Regions from separate parts of the Mus musculus genome. Here region 2 is linked to region 1. A link is a contact called in public Hi-C data. All regions are on one chromosome and are shown on one strand. Each heading gives the region's core, a stretch centred on a gene start, on an enhancer-like site or on the middle of the called end of the contact. The rest is flanking DNA. Distances are from core to core; before and after follow the strand shown. Region 1 has its middle 98 kb from the start of Sphkap. Region 2 has its middle 310 kb from the start of Sphkap.

Region 1 (4,417 bases), core at 719-3,218:
CACAATAGTGTCTGGGTTTGGTGGTTGTATATGGGATGGATCCCCAGATGCAGCAGTCTCTGGATGGTCATTCCTTCAGTCTCTGCTTCACACTTTGTGTCTGTTAACTCCTTCCATGGGTATTTTGTACCCAATTCTAAGAAGAATGGAAGTATCCACACTTTGGCCTTCCTTCTTCTTAAGTTTCATGCATTTTGGGAATTATGCTTTGTTTTCTTCTTGAGAAATACAATGCAAGTGATTTCTATCAATGTAATACACTTCAAGGGAATTGAGGGCCCAGAGATGTGAAAAAGATAATAAAGGAATCACTGACTTCATTTTCTCAATGGTTTTGTTCTAAGAGGCAACAACTATTTCTCACAGATGCTCACTCCATCTTGACATCTAGGTCTGAATGAAGATTGGGAAAACAGATTCCTATTTGAATGGCATGTAGGAGTCCAAGAGCTTTGATGAGAAAAGAAAAAATTATGGGGGAAAAGTTATTTTATCACTCTCTACCCTCCTTTGAATGACTCTGTCTGATCAATTCCCTGTCAATGTGTTGTGACTGTTTGGGCACACAGCACTGACTGTACAAACTGTTAAATAAGATCAACATTTTGAATGGCTCCAGGTTTATTACAGTTGGAATTAGGATCAGTGTGAACAATTTGTGACTTGCTATGAAAAGTATGGGAACAGTAGGTGCCCTGACCAGAGGCCAGCTCACCAAGTTGCTGATCTACTGAATTACATGTACATGAACAGATATCTATGCAAGCAGTGGGGTATTTTTTTCTACCACCTACTCATTGAATTTAAAGTGTCCTAGGTATGAAATATATAAACCAACTTATTTCTCTTCTATTCATTGACACTAAATATATATTATTTGGTCTTCAAATCATATAGATTAAAATTTTACTTACTTTTTATGAAATGTGGATACTTGTGTGTGTGTGCGTGCACGCAAAACACTTATCAGTTGAACAAAGATAGGGCCCTATGAAGGATGGTTTTGCTTACACACCCAGAAATTGACATTCAGATCTTATAATAAAATTCAGGACAGGAGAAATGGCTTTAAACTTTTGATGCCATAATATAAAAAACTGTTTCTATTAAAAGTATAAGTTCTTGTGCCCTGTGGGAAAGCTGTGCACTGTGGTCACAGAGGTAACTTTGGGTATAGAAGATCTTCTTTGGTAATGAGGAACCTACCTGAATTCTAAAGTGTCGAGAAATCCATCTTGCTTTCTTACTATGCTTCAGTCCAGTTGAGAGGCCTCAGCGAGTTCAGGCTGGTATCCTCTCCTCTGGCTCAGAGTCTAACTGGATGTTGATGAGTGACTATCTTCTAACAGGAACTGCTTTAAGAGTCTCATACGTATTAAGTGATTTAACACCCATCAAAACACTGACATAGCCATAATTATTAATTCGTATTTAACTCCGAGAAACTGAGGCTTAAACAGGCCAGAAACATACCAGAGTTGCCAGTGTTAGTGGCAAGAGAGTTAGGTTCAAACCCAGGCAGTCTGGCTGAAGATACTGGGATCAGATGCTGGGTTTTGCCTAAATAGGAGCAATGAATTAGACTTTTCTATTGTTTAACTAGCTTAATTTATTGTCATTGCATTGGGAGGGGGAGGGAAATAAGCTTCTTTTTTTTTAAAGAAAATGTTTGAGGAGAAGCTATTTTCTTTTTTCTCTTTTTATTTTTCTCCTTTTACCATTCCCATCATCATTGTCCTTCTATGTCCTAAGTATGATATTTAGGGGAAAAAATTAAAGGTGGTGTCTTTAAAATGATAATATTTTAGCATCTTGAATGCAGACTCTGGTTATATTTGCCATTCCAAATCCTTGTGAGAGGTTTAGTCCAACTCTCAGTGAAATAAATGATGGAAGCATGAACCACTGCCCGTTAGTGGACCAGGTAATTTTGAGTGCACAGGCATTGCAGGGTCCTGGTGACAGATGGGATCGCCTTGGGCAGCAGTTGCTAGGCATAGTCTTCTCTCTCCACACCTCCATCTGTCAGCACAAGTGTGTTACTATTTTGGGATTCAGTTTATCCATTTGCAGAGCAAATTTCAAGCTTGTTCTTAAGGTTAAAATAAAACCTGCAACTCCCTGGACTTCCTTTTTCAACATTGTGTTCTTTTTCTTCCCTACTAGATAGAAAAATAGGGGGATGGGAAAAGAATTATATACTTTAGAGATGTTAGGGTTTGCTCAGGATTTGTGATAAAATATTAAAATGTAATATTACCATGAAATAATTAAAAGGAAAATAGCAACAGCACACTATCTGCACATATGTATCCAAACAATCAGATATATGCAAGAAACATGCCAATTTCTAATGAAATATTGGGTAATAATCCTCAGGTATGAGAGTCCAAAATCAAAACAGAAAAACTGTCAGTTCTTACCACAATTAAAATGTTACTGTAAAGCCAAAATTTGAACTTAGAGAGAATATTTTAAAATTAGTTTTTTAACTAAAATATTTTTTTCACAATTGAATAGATAGCTTATTGGTTAGATTAACTATATTCTCAGTTAAGTAAAGTATAGACAAATAAATGAATAAGATCCTAATTTATTCATGCCTTGTTAATCTGTTAAGAGTGAGGTTTACTCTCAGAAAAAATAAGAAAGTTCAAAGGATTTAACATTATCTTTGCCACCTAAGGAACCAAGAAAGACTGCTTTACTTTTGCCTAAAATGTTCAAATTGTTCTTCCTTTTGAATTAACAAATACAATGAAGTTTTGTTGTAAATACAAAGAGTAATGCTTGGTGCAAAAATCATTTGCTGAGCAGGCACCAGAACAGAATTTAGATGCTTGACAGCCATACAGACACCAGGCAGGCCTGGTTGACCTGTGTTCGAATGTGTAGGCAGCAGAGTTCCCCCAGGGATGTTTGGTTAGCCAGACTAGCTGAATCAGAAAGTTCCAGGCTCAATGAGAAAGTATACTTCAATGAGAAAATCAAGAACAATCAAGACAACCAATGTCAAACTTTCGCCTCCCCATATGGCCATGTAGATGGTTCTGCCCACAGACATGAACCTGAGTACTATTAACATGCACACACACACACACACACACACACACACACACACACATGACTCACACATGGTAAATACAGCCAGTAAAGCTGACAGGTTAAGACCTAAGGATAAGTCACTGCTCTTTTTCAGGAGGTCGTGGCATTGGCACTTGCTATGCTAGTGACTTTCATCAATGGGGCTTTCTAGAAATAAGTGGTTCTCCAAAAGTACTTAATGCTTTTTTGGGTCTCTCTCACTGAAAGTCCCTCCCACAGTCTACGAATAGAGGTCTAATAACCCTCTCCATAAAATTCTTCCAGATTGCTTCATGATTCGTAAACTTGACCTTCTATTTCTAAATCTCACCAAGACCAATTTCAAATGGGGACTGTTGCTATTATAACATTGGACTGGTTGAGCAAGAACACACTGAGCTAGAGGTATAAGGTGAAAAGTGTGTGAAGGGGAGGGGAAAGGAAGCAGGACAGGATAGAGTGTGATGCTGATCTGACAAATACATCCTGATAGTGGTGGATATGGTGGATAGAAGTGGAACGGCTTGGGAAGTCTTTCTGTGTTAAAGCATTGGCTAGCTGTTCTCCCAAAGAGCTTATTGAACTAAAGCTGCGAAGGCCGCAGATGTGTGCATTTGACAGATTGTTTCTTGAAGAGAGATACCAAAGTTGTATCTCATGAGCCCTACACTTACAACCTTCTGATTTGTGTTTGCCATTATTATTTGTACCACCTGTGTCTGATGAATTCACCAGGTATGGTAGGTTAAAAACTTGACCCCCTCTGTACATGTCCATATCAGAGTTTCCTAAACTTGTGAATATGTATACAGAGATGTTGCAGACATGAGTTAAGAGTATTGTGAAAGTAGAATAAGTTACTTGCTTATCTGCAAAACAGTAAGAAAATGAATCATCCTTGAGTATTATAGAAGGAACACAACTTTGTTAAGTTCATAACTGTAAGGCCTCGGAAATGCAAGAAAATGAGACCACAATAAATGTATTTCCTGAGGCTCTAAATGCATTATGATTAGAGCATTAACAGAAACTGAGTATACACTACCTGTTTCCTTTACTCACCTGTGTGTAGGTAGAAAGGAAAATTTACATATTTTTCCAACAGGCTATTTTAAGCATCTATTACAGCACTAGGCAGTTTTAGAAACATGAGTTTCTAATAGCACATTAAAGAAAATTTCTGCCACTATGCAGTTTCCATCTTGCAGGGAGATTAACATGTGACCTTTCTCTAAACAGGTGCTATTGGAATAATTTGTCAAATCAAGAGCATGCCCACCCACAACTTAGACAAACCTTTTGCATGGAATGTATTCTTAATAAAAAACCTCCC
Region 2 (4,658 bases), core at 879-3,378, 210 kb after region 1:
GACCATGCAACTGTAAACTGATCTCTGGACATAGAAATCAGCAATGGAATACACAGTGCAGAAAACCATCCCCGAATATGTGCTCTCAAAAACTTTCACAAGGTGGCAGAACATCTTAAAGGGACTGAGAGGTAAAAGCTAATTGGCTATCTCCCACCCAGCGTGACCAATCAAAAAAAAAAAAAAAAAGTCATTCTCCCTCTCCTGATCAAAGACCAAAAGGGATTGAATTGAAGAAACTGACATTCTCCTCCACCCTCACCCTTTCTGGGAACAGAGATTCCTTGCTTAAAAGAAACAGGAGAATCAGAGGTGAGCATTTCCTCTCAGTGGAATCACTGCTCAAATGATTTAGTTTTAAATTTGCTTTCATGGACACTGAAATGTAAATCGATTCCAAAGATAAAAGCATAAATAAAATAAGAATCACTGGAATGTGCAACAGATAAAGATCTCCATGCAAGCCACATGGCTTTCAAACAAAAACAAATGTTGAAGCCAGACAGGGTCCCAGTACTGAGAGGGGGAAGTGGACACAGGGTCCCACCCCCAACCAAGAAGTTACAGCAATGGATACCTGCTGGTGGAGGAAAAAAAAAATCACTTTTCTCCGGTGGAATCCCACTGGGTTTATCTGTGTTACAGCTCTAAGGGTTAAAGCTTCCCCAGAGGAAGTGTTACATCTCTGAGGAAGGAGGTTTTCCCAATGCAGGTGGTACAGTTCTGAAGGCAAAGATATCCTGGTAGTCGATTGGGAGCCAGGAAATACCAGAGTCGTACTGTACAAGCAACCTCACACATGAGACTTGATGGAAGGGGGAAAACTCAGAAGGGTGACTGCCTCTGCTTGGGTGAGAACAGAAGACAGGATTTATATAGGGTTTCTTGGAAGTGAAGATTATTGGGATTTCAAGCTCTGAGCTTGGACTTTTTACTCTGGAGGGTGGAGCTTGGCTGCCTGTCTCTGGAGGGAGGGGACCTGGCCTCTGAAGCCTTTAGAATGTCTTATACATGGAGTCTCCTGGTTGGAGGTACTCAGGGGTGGGTCTTGCACACTCTCATCTCAAGGGGCTTGCAATATCAACCATACTTCGAATGTCCAGGAGTATTGGTCATGACAAAGGAATGTAAGTTGGTAAAGTTTAAGAATGCCTGTTTGGGGTGAGGGACATAGATGGGAGGCTTTGGAGGAGGAAAGGGAAGAAACAAATGTTGTAATTAAATTATAAATGTGAAGATAAACAATAGAACATATACCCCAATTAGGAACACAGTTAAGACTAAAATCACTCCTCCCCAAATCTCTGCTGTAGGTCATGCTGGTTTACCACTAATAGTATATGCTAAGTCTGTGATGATTATTTGGCTACCATGTTTGATATTGGATAGCATATCCTGGGAACTTACATTTGAAAGTTGACATACAATGAGGAATGTAGAATGCTTTAGAATCTCGTATAAGTGTTTTGAAGACTGGAATGTAGCTGGGGATATAGCTTAGTTGGTAGATTGTTTGGCTACCATATATGAAGCCCATGCATGGTTTGATCCCATCACTGCATAAAGATGGTGTGGTGGTGCTCACCATGTAACCTCAGTACTGGGGAGATAGTGTCAAGAGGATAAGAAATTCAAGCTCACCTTCAGCTACGTAGAGTTAGGTAGGGTTAGGACTGGGTTAGGGTTAGGTTCAAGGCCAACCTGAGCTGGACACGCTGTCTCAAGAAATAAAAAATAAATAAAAACTGAACTATTATGAATAACAACCAAGCTTTTCATAAAAATGAACATTAAATATATTCCACACTTTTTCATGTAAAATACAGAAGAGGTAGCTGAGACAGGGGGAAATGTGTTATATGTGCATTTCTGATTATTGCCTCATGAAATTAAAGTACTACATAGAAGAAGTAGAAGAAGAAGGAGGAGGAGGAGGAGGAGGAGGAGGGACAGGAGGGAGAGGGGGGAGAGGAGAAGGGGAGAGAGAGAGAGAGAGAGAGAGAGAGAGAGAGAGAGAGAGAGAGAGAGAGAGAGAGAGAGAAAGTCAAAATTTCCTATGACTGCAGATGCCTTTAGAAACTATATGGTCCTAGCGCCATCTGGAGGATCAGTGAGAATATGTTCAGAAGCCAATGGCAGAAATGAGCAGATAAACAGTCTCCCAACATTTGCACTATATGACTCTCCTGGCCTCCAAACAGTTCCCAAATAAGGGCTCCAATGATACCAACAGTCCAAAACTTCAACTTCTTCACTTCAAAAACAGGTTTAAACCTGAACCAAGAATGTCAAACAGGATCTGTTGTATATATATTTTTTAAACAAAACAAAATTCAGAATGCAATTTTTGTTTCTTGTCTGAGAGGAAAGAATTGTACAGGGCTTGGTAGGAGTACTAACATTCTGCAGCCCTTTTCAAGAAACATATAACTATAAAATGCCAATACTCCTCAGATTTTAATGTGTGTGCCAGAATTAAGATTCTTTTTTAAAATGTAGGTGCTAACTCAATGGTTCCAGGGTCAAATGTCAAGAGTCAGCAGTTCTGAAAAGTTTTCCCTTGCTGCTTGTCCTAGGAGAGATTAAACCAAAGTTTTAGTGCTTTAATCCACAATACATGGACTGGTAGACTCCCTCATGATCTTGTTTGAAAGAGAATCAAATCAACTACTGTGAAGCAGCAAACAATGAGATACTCATCAGGGCCTCTGGTCTGCAGGAAAATGCCTTCAAGGTTTAAGATCAGTGACATATTATCCTCAATCCTTTGAAAAAAGAAGTTATCTTTCAGGCTTAACATGTCCTTGTAAATGAATGTAGTTCATAATTCTGTACATATGTTGCTGGCTTGGTTTTCTAGAATGTGCTAAGAGTTTGGAGTCCCTGCTCATGAAACATACTGCTCTTTGAGTGAATATAAATGTTTCTTTCGAGTGCTTTGAATTGGCCTGACATGTACAAACACTGGTTTCTGAATGTTTGGTAGAATCCACAGGCAAAGGAATTGGAACCTCAACTATGATATTTTTCTTGGATGTTTATATCTAAGTTTCTATAATTGCTGTTCATTTTATTTGGATTATGTATATTTCCTTTGCTCAGTTTCGATACTTGGGTACTTTTTTGAAACTTGCCCATTTTCTTTAAGGCATCTATTACTGACTTACACCATTTCCTTAACTAGCCATGCAAAACTTAAGGATGGGTACCTTCTACAATATACATTGTTAGGTGATTGTGTTGGGTGGGCAAGTGTCACAACCTAAGTCTATGTTAGTATATTCAGTGGAACCACACCTGGGCTACCTGTAATTTATCCAGATTTGCTTTGCCATATTGCTCTTATCATATTTGTTCTGACAAAGAATTTTTTCCCACTATTAGCCTATGTAGAGTTTCCCAAATTCTTGGTCAACTTTCCATCAGCAATCACAGATTCACCACAGGCGTTCACATCATATAATGAATACAATTCTTCACTCATTTGAATACCTAGAGCCAGTAATGTATTCGACCCTGTGATGGTGTCCAGTATTTTCTCTTGGCCTTGGAGCATATTTCCAGGGGCAATATGTTATTAGTGTTCATTAACAGCCAGACTGTACAGTTCTAATTCATATTCCAAGGAAGGGCAACATGGAGAAAAACACTAGAAACAGGTCTTCATCATCATTTGCTAGTATAAAATGTTATTGAATTTGGTAGCATATTATGTCTAGTTAGAATATTCTTCCCCAATGCTACACAACTACATGGTAACTCCATTTAAACACCTTTAAATATATCTACATATTTTATGAAACTTCTACAGTTGTAAATTTCCACATAGCTTTTGCAAATGGCTTTTTGTGTTGTTATCCCTCCCTATTTCTCCTCCTCTGCCCTATCCTCCCATCCCCCACCCTATTTAATCCTCCTGTAATTGGTATTCCTGGATGTCAACTTGACTATATCTGGAATGAACTACAATCCAGAATTGGAAGGCACACCTGTGATCCAGACCTTGAGGCTGGAAGACACAAGTTTCTGACCTGGATCTTGATATGGAGATCTTGAGGCATAGTGGCCATGAAAATCTTAAGCCCAGGCAAGGTAGTGAACTCCTTTAATTCTAGGAGACCAAGGCAAGGAGATCTCTGAGTTCAAGGTCAGCCTGGTACAAAGCAAGTACCAGATCCAAGCATGGTGCCACATACCTTTAATCTGGGCCACACCTTCTGCTTGAGACATACATAAGGATATTGGAAGACAGAAGATTCATTCTTCTTTGACTGCTTGCACTTTCTTGCCAGCACATGTTGGAATCTACTTCTACAGAAAACCAGCTGAAACAACTAGCTTCATGGGACTGAACAACTACTAGATTCTTGGACTTCCCATTCACAGCTGCTCATTGTTGGGTTAGTTGGACTACAGACTGTAAGTCATCATAATAAATCCCCTCAATATAGAGAGACATTCCATATGTTCTGTGACTGCAGAAAACCCTGACTATTACACCTTCTAGGAATTCATGTTGGACAGAAGAGGGAGTGGGAAGACTGTAAAAACTAGAGGTGGTAGCTGGCCTTAATGAAGTATAGTTTTCTAGACACAACAGAGCTGATGTGTATACATGAACTCACAGAGACTGTGAGAGCATTCCCAAAACCTGCATA

Evidence for each region. A called contact is a pair of places that touch in the nucleus more often than the background predicts.
Region 2: a contact with region 1 is called in a Hi-C map of cerebellum, with 2.4 times the contacts expected there. The contact joins two enhancer-like sites. A contact is called at or near these places in 5 of 484 Hi-C or Micro-C datasets (cerebellar granule neurons, cerebellum and cerebral cortex).

Annotation. Positions count from the first base shown.
Region 1 is chr1:83,503,588-83,508,004 of GRCm38.p6, forward strand. No RefSeq gene overlaps it. Among named protein-coding and RNA genes, the nearest start is that of Sphkap, 98 kb to the left of the region's middle. Within about 2 kb of position 1,969, at least 6 of the 459 cell types and tissues checked have an H3K27ac peak or open chromatin away from gene starts, as enhancers often do. A contact at or near this core is called in cerebellum, where this site is marked.
Region 2 is chr1:83,715,128-83,719,785 of GRCm38.p6, forward strand. No RefSeq gene overlaps it. Among named protein-coding and RNA genes, the nearest start is that of Sphkap, 310 kb to the left of the region's middle. Within about 2 kb of position 2,129, at least 3 of the 459 cell types and tissues checked have an H3K27ac peak or open chromatin away from gene starts, as enhancers often do. A contact at or near this core is called in cerebellum, where this site is marked.